Linked DNA regions of Mus musculus: region 1 is linked to region 2. A link is a contact called in public HiChIP or PLAC-seq data. All regions are on one chromosome and are shown on one strand. Each heading gives the region's core, a stretch centred on a gene start, on an enhancer-like site or on the middle of the called end of the contact. The rest is flanking DNA. Distances are from core to core; before and after follow the strand shown.

The links. HiChIP or PLAC-seq counts read pairs in DNA pulled down with a chosen protein or histone mark.
Region 1: a contact with region 2 is called in an H3K4me3 HiChIP or PLAC-seq map of the SCID.adh cell line, with 13 read pairs. The contact joins the enhancer-like site here to the promoter of Mtr in region 2. A contact is called at or near these places in 7 of 39 promoter capture datasets (the 3T3-L1 cell line, embryonic stem cells, frontonasal cranial neural crest and 3 more), 1 of 15 datasets of contacts at CTCF or cohesin (embryonic stem cells), 6 of 484 Hi-C or Micro-C datasets (CD8 T cells, macrophages, natural killer cells and 1 more), 18 of 115 datasets of contacts at active chromatin or transcription factors (the 230-238 cell line, the NIH/3T3 cell line, the SCID.adh cell line and 14 more) and 3 of 9 other capture datasets (adipose tissue, liver and pancreatic islet).

What each region holds. Positions count from the first base shown.
Region 1 is chr13:12,377,231-12,381,040 of GRCm38.p6, forward strand. It overlaps the pseudogene Gm5445. Among named protein-coding and RNA genes, the nearest start is that of Heatr1, 16 kb to the right of the region's middle. Within about 2 kb of position 2,386, at least 8 of the 459 cell types and tissues checked have an H3K27ac peak or open chromatin away from gene starts, as enhancers often do. A contact at or near this core is called in the SCID.adh cell line and T-cell acute lymphoblastic leukemia, where this site is marked.
Region 2 is chr13:12,256,676-12,260,237 of GRCm38.p6, forward strand. Mtr (5-methyltetrahydrofolate-homocysteine methyltransferase) reads right to left here and starts at 1,438. Exons shown (of 33, transcript NM_001081128.3): 1 at 1,187-1,438.

The DNA.
Region 1 (3,810 bases), core at 1,136-3,635, 120 kb after region 2:
TTTTTTTCTGTTGAACAGGGCCTCACTATGTACAGTCCTGGCTGGTCTGGAACTTTATATGTAGAGCAGGTTGGCCTCAAACTCACAAAGATCTACTGCCTCTGTCTCTAGAGTGCTGAGATGAAAGATGTGAGCCACTATGCCTAGCTCCTAATCATGATTGTCTGTCTGTCTGTCTCTTCCTCTCTCCTGTCCTCTCTTTCTCTCTGCCCCTACTGGGGATGAAACTAAAGATCTCATGCATGCTAGATGAGCACTGAGGTCCACCCTCAGACCCTGACAGTCTCTCTTGTATCAGCCTTGCTGGTACTGTGTGGCGAAACCTCACAATGGCTTTGATTGATAGGCTACCCCTAATGTGGATAACATCACTGTTGTTGCTTTAATGACAGTTCAGGTTTGTGCTCATTTTTCTTCTGGTGTAGAAATGAGCGTGTTTGATTAGGTCTTGGGAAATGCATGTATGCAGAACTGAGCTCAAAATGGACTATAGAAGGATTTCTGGTGGTTTGTTAAAAGCCAACATTCCCCAGGAACTTTTTTCTAACTGACAAAAGGAATCACTTTCCTCGCCTCTGGCAGAAGAAATATATGGCTCTCCAATGACATATAACTGTGGTGCCTATCAGCACATCGAAGTCCATTCTAGCCTCCAGGCTCCTGTAGTCCCTATTCACCAGCCCCACCACTTCTTTCCTATACTCCCAGGCCTGCTCTAGCTCACAGACTTCCCTCCCCACAGCTACTCACCCACTTTGTACCTCATATCTTTCCATGCCCCACTTTCCTAGCCCTAGCCATGTCCAGTCTGGTTTTTTATTTTCTCTGCTCTGGACTCTTCCAGAAACCTCTGGATGCTGTCTCTCTCTTACTCACAATAAAACCTTCCACCCTGCCGCCGCAGCCATCTTCCAGTAACTTGCCAAAATGACGAACACAAAGAGAAAGAGGAGAGGCACCTGGTACATGTTCTCTAGGCCTTTTAGGAAACATGGCATTGTTCCTTTGGCCACATACGTGCGAATCTACAAGAAGGGTGATATTGTAGACATCAAGGGAGCGGGCACTGTTCAAAAAGGAATGCCCCATAAGTGCTACCACGGCAAAACCGGAAGAGTCTACAATGTCACCCAGCATGCCGTGGGCATCATTGTTAACAAGCAGGTTAAGGGCAAAATTCTGGCCAAGAGGATCAACGTATGGATTGAGCATATCAAGCACTCAAAGAGCAGAGACAGCTTCCTGAAGCAGGTGAAGGAGAAGGACCAGAAGAAAAAGGAAGCCAAAGAGAAGGGCACCTGGGTGCAGCTGAAGCACCAGCCTGTGCCACCCAGAGAAGCACACTTTGTGAGGACTAACGGAAAAGAGCCTGAGCTGTTGGAGCCCATTCCATACGAATTCATGGCCTAATGTACACAAAGAAATAAAATACCAGCACCAGGACAAAAAAAAAAAAAAAAAAAAAAAAAACCTTCCACCCTAATAACAGAGTAGCCATTTTGTAGTTTCTTTACTACACCCCCTTGCATATAGACACATATACATACATACATACATACATACATACACATGCATATATTGCATACACATACTGCCATGGTTTGAATATGCTTGGCCTAAGGAGTGGCACTATTTGGAGGTGTGGCCTTGTTGGAGTAGATGTGTCACTGTTGGCATGGGCTTTAAGACTTTCATCCTAGCTGCCTGGAAGTCAGTCTTCCATTAACAGCCCTCAGATGAAGATGTAGAACTCTCAGCTCTGCCTGCCTTGATGCTGACATGTTCTTGCCTTGATGATAATGGACTGAACCTCTGAACCTGTAAGCCAGCCCAATTAAATGTTGTCCTTCTAAGAGTTGCCTTGGTCATGGTGTCTGTTCTCAGCAGTAAAACTGTAACACATATAAATATATGTAGTTTTGGAACAACTTTTAAAATATTCTCATTATGAGTTATTTATCACATATATAAACTTTATATATAACAATTTTCCATATCCTCTAGCTCATCCTCATATATTTTTGTTCTGTTTGTTTTTGGTTTTTGTTAGGGTTCCGTGTATCCCAAGCTGGCCTTAAACTCACTATGTAGCTAAAGATGTTCTTGAACTTTGGATCCTCCTGTCTTTAACTCCCAAGTGTTGGATTTTAGGTGTGCATTTAACATGCCTGTTAAATGCAGGGATGGGGACTGTATTCTGAGTCTCATACATGCTAGGCAAGCACTCTACCAACTGAGCTACATACTTAGCATCCTCTCTTTATGTCTCTTTTTGGTGTTTTTGACAAGCTTATCTTCTAATTATCGTCACTCTTAGATAGTGAGTGCTTGATGTCTACTTCCTCACAGAGTTACATCATTTCCTCTGGGCCCTCTATAACCCTCTCTGATGTCCCTGTCTTCAGTACAACATATCCTCAGATGCACTGAATGCCCTTGGCATTCAAAGGACCTGTTCCTGTCCTTCCAGGCCTAGCCTTTCTCATGGGGCAGATCTGGTTTCAGGTTCTGGCACCTTGCAGTCTTCTCAGGCTTTTCTGAAGTTTCCCCTTTGTACCCAGCAGTGCTCTGAAAGTAACTTAAGGAGGTCCAATCAATTGACTTCTAAATGAACTTGTGGAATCTTTGACTGTGCATTGGATCCCCCCTGTTTTTCTAGCTCCTTCTGTCTTACTCTCCTAGCATCAAGAACTTGCTGCTTGTTGCTAAAAGGGCTGAAGCATTAATACAGAATTGTGAGTCATCTCTGTAATTTAGTGCCATCTTGTCAATCTGGGAAGAGTATCGAGGGATTGTACTATGGAAAAATAAAATGCTTTTGTCAACTTGATATGAAATCCAAAGAATAATTATTGACTACCTGATATATATCAGTACATGTTCCAGAAACTGCAGAAGTGACACAGAAAAAGGCAGACATTGATCTCTGCATGCATAGAGCTTATATTTTGTATTGAGGGACAGATGGTAAACAAGTCTGGTAGTACATTTAGTGTGCTGAGTGACATGTGCTAAAGGGGAAAAAGATGTTTTAGTTAGGGTTTTCTTTTCTGCTGTGAACAGACACCATGACCAAGGCAACTCTTATAAGGACAGTATTTAATTAGGGCTGGCTTACAGGTTCTGAGGTTCAGTCCATTATCATCAAGGCAGGAACATGTCAGCATCCAGGCAGGCATAGTGCAGGAGGAGCTGAGAGTTCTACATCTTCCTCTGAAGGCTGCTAGCAAAATACTGATTTCCAGGCAGCTAGGATGAGGGTCTTAAAGTCCACACCCACAGTAGCAAACCTACTCCAACAGGGTCACACCTTCTCATAGTACCGCTCCCTGGGCTGAGCATATACAAACCATTACAGAAGGAATGCTATGATAGTGCTGATGGCTTTTAGTTTTTTCTGAAATCTTTAGGCCAGGGTTCACTAAAAATGGCTGGTCATACAGACCTGTTTGATGTTCCATTATCTCTGACCAAGGAACTCACTTTATAGCTGAAGAAGTACAGCAGAAACCATAGAGAACTATGTTTGCTGGCTAGAGGCATACTCAGCTAACTTTCTTTTTTTGTGTGAGTTCCTGTCCTGACTTCCTTTGGTCATGAACAGCAATGTGGAAGTGTAAGCTGAATAAACCCTTTCCTACCCAACTTGCTTCTTGGTTCTGATGTTTTGTACAGGAATAGAAACCCTGACTAAGACAGTGACTAAAAGGTAAACCTACTTTTTGGTGGCAGTGGTGGTATATGCCTTTAATCCCAGAACTTGGATGGTTGAGGCAGTGGGATCATGATTTTAAGGCCAGCCTAGGATGC
Region 2 (3,562 bases), core at 188-2,687:
TACCAACACATAGGTGAGAGAGGCAGAACTATTTCTAAGCTACAGGTAAGGAGCCTAGAACTTGATGTTCACCCATGGAGGAAAGTGGAGAAGAGAGCAGGGCCAGGTGCAAATAGCCAACCATTTTCTCTCATTTTCTGCAAGGGATCACTATTTAATCTATTCTAAATTTTCAGAGGCTTTCTGCAGCAATAACTATATTCAATTACTCTTCTTTTTCTAAAAAGAAAGGAAGAAGCCTGAAGCCCTAAAAGACTAAATAACCATGCCGTAACTCTATGAAAAAGAGCGATCTTTTTTTATAGCAACAGCAATGTGCTGCCGGGCAATGTCCCACTGGTTTCAAGAACAATTCTACCAGCCCTATTTGTCAGATATTCACCCTCCTCCTAGGGCTACACACTATGCCACACCATACTCACTGTTCTGTCTTAAAAAGAAACAGGATCTCATGTTACCGAGGCTGGTCCAGAACTCATTGTGTTCCAGAGAATAGCCTTAGACGTAAACCCCTTCGAGTCTAGCTTTATGCAGAGCTAGGGATTAACTAAACCAGAGCTTCCTGTCCGCTGGGCAAGCACAACCTGATGTCCTTATTACTAATTCTCTCGACTCTACGTCTTACCTCACTCACACGTCTTATAGGAATCTCTCTCCAAATCTTTAAGACACTCAAAACTGAAATTATACTCCCTTTGTGTCTTTTCTCATTGTGGAGGCCAGAGCCACCAATATCCGAGTAATTTGCGATTACTATTCTGCCTTCCATCCCCACTCCTGGGTACTGAGAGTCCAGTCAGGCAACCGTCAAGCTAAAGCCAGAGTTTCCAAAAGTAAAGAGTAGAAAAGGAAATTAAAACCCCACGTGGTTCAACTGTCTAGGCTGCCTTACCGGCCTCCCAGCATCTGAACTCGTCTCGGGCAGACAGCTTTCCGTAAACATTTACTGAATACAGTTATATCATGCAGAACTTCCCAGGAGCCCCGCGGGAAGTTGTTGCTAGAAGTTGCAGCGCTAAAGGCAGCGCTCGTCGCTCCGCCACCGGACCGAGCGTGTGCGGGTGAGTGAAGAAAGAGACCCAGCAAGGACCGCGTCCCCCCCGAACTCCAGGCTGGGTCTCCGAAGGAGAAACTCCTGGAGAGCCGAGGCACCCACAGAACCGCTAGACCTGGATGGAGGAGTTACCGAGTGACAACAGCGCAGGCGACGCGCCGCCAAGAGTCCTCCTCAAGCAGGGAAGGCTTGATCTCCAAAGAATTCCACCGCGGGCGGCTCCAGCCAGCGTTTTCTGGCCTGACGAACTGACAAGATCCCCGAAGCTCCAGAGCCGACACACCGGGCCTCCGGGTACCGTGCCTCGGGCACGCGCTTCTTACGGAACTCCCAAGCGCAGAGCTCCCCGCTACAGAGCAAGGCCGCAGCGACAGACTAAAGGAATTGACGACGTAGAGACGGCCGCCGCCGCCACTGCGCCGTTAGCTCTCCGCTCAATCTAGCCTCCGGCAGGAGGGCCCGCCCCCTTCCCGGCATGTGATTGGCCCTCAACAGCTCCTCGCCGCCGTGTATAGGCTGTTGGTCGTTACCCAATCGCCGGAGGCTTTGCTCCGTGGCCCTATGGGAGATGTAGTCCTGAGTACTGGGTCCCTATGGAGACCAGAGCGTCTCTTCCCTGAGTTCTGGAAATGGTTCCCAAAGACCTCTCCAAGTTCTAGTCGAAAAATTCATACTATAGTATTGGCTCTCATCAGTGGTGGAGTATCAAGGGCCAGGAATCTGAAGTCAGAAAATTAATTGTAGCTTAGTTTTGCAGACACTAAATATCTTGTCTCCCTCATCCACAGAAAAGAAAGACTAGAATGAAAGTGACTATTAATTTATAGGCTTGCAACAGGGGTTAAAAAAAGAACCCGTGAGTACACTATGGAAATTATGAGGCACTATAGATGCTAATGGCCACACTGATACTAAACATTTACTGAGTAAAACACTCAAGTTGAGATACACACTTGGATAGCACAAGTGGGCCAGTAAGAACTTGCACAAATAATTAAACATGGAAAGAAGAAAGTAGGAAACATCCCAAAGGGTTTATGGTATTCTAAGGCAAATAAGTATCTGGGGCAGAGACGGGAAGATTCCTGGGTTTTGCTAGCTGCCAGTCTGAATGAAAAGCCAGTGAGCTACAGGTTCAGAAAACAATCCTGGCTAAAGAAATAAGGTGGATAGTGAGAAAGGAGAATACAGATGGTCTCCTTTGGGCTCTGCAATACAGGAGCTCATTTATCTTAGCACACAGACATGCATACAATGCACACACGCACACACACACAAACAAACAAAGTAGTTGGGTCTTAAAGGAAGGGTATATTTTTTTTAGTCAGAGGAAATACACAAATAAAACATAACATTTTTTTCCCTTAGGAAGATCAAAGTTCCCTCCAAACCTAATTTGATGTTTTATTACTAGAAGCAAAGACCAGCATGGCACAGCATCACTCCAGAGGAATTAAGGAAGCACCTTGGGCTGCTTCACTCACATTCATTTGAAGAATGGATACCCCCTACCTCAGAATGCTTTAGGGAGGGGCTGCTACCCTTACATGGTTCCTTATTAAATTTGAAAAGTGCCTCAAAAGTTTTGACACCAGAAAGACACCCCAAAAACATGTGTCTAAACTGCAACTTCAGGTGAATATGACTAAAGCAGTTACATTGTGAGAAGTGCTGAAGGTATGAGATGTCTTCCCTGGCACAGGAGTGACCATGGTTCCTCACCACATGGTGTAGCCACCTGTCTTAGTTAGGGTTTTACTGCTGTGAACAGACACCATGACCAAGGCAAGTCTTATAAAAAACAACATTTAACTGGGCCTGGCTTACAGGTTCAGAGGTTCAGTCCATTATCATCAAAGTGGGAGCATGGCAGTATGCAGGCAGGCATGGGGCAGGAGGAGCTGAGAGTTCTATGTCTTCATCCAAAGGCTGCTAGTGGAAGACTGACTTCCAGGCAACTAGGGTGAGGATCTTATACCCACACCCACAGTGACACACCCATTCCAAGCAGGTCACACCTATTCCAAGAAGGCCACACCTTCAGATGGTGCCACTCCCTGGTCCAAGTTATACAAACCATCACACCACCCATGAAGAAGTTTCCCTTGAGCTGAGTTACAGGGACATTTGCTCCCTGCATGACTGCGAGCTGAGCAGTGTTGGGAGGGCATCCAGGAGGTGGAGGAGGAATGTTGCCAGCGGTGGCACCAGCTCCAAATCTGGCACCTGCATCATGCCCTCCTTCCACCAACACTGCTGAGCCAGGTGAATAGTTGGGACCAACTGCATAATAAGCCATGGGTATTGTGGAACCTAGAGGCCCAACAGCCACAGACTGGGCCATAGGCAGATACAATGAGGCGCCAGGAAATGCAGCTGACATGGTGGGGACTGTGGCAGCCCCTGGATGAACAAAGCTTGGACGATAGAGCTCTGAATATGCAGGTGGAGCATCAGTATAGGGTGGAGCCTGAGGAAGATGTAAGGTCTGAGGATATACTGGATTCC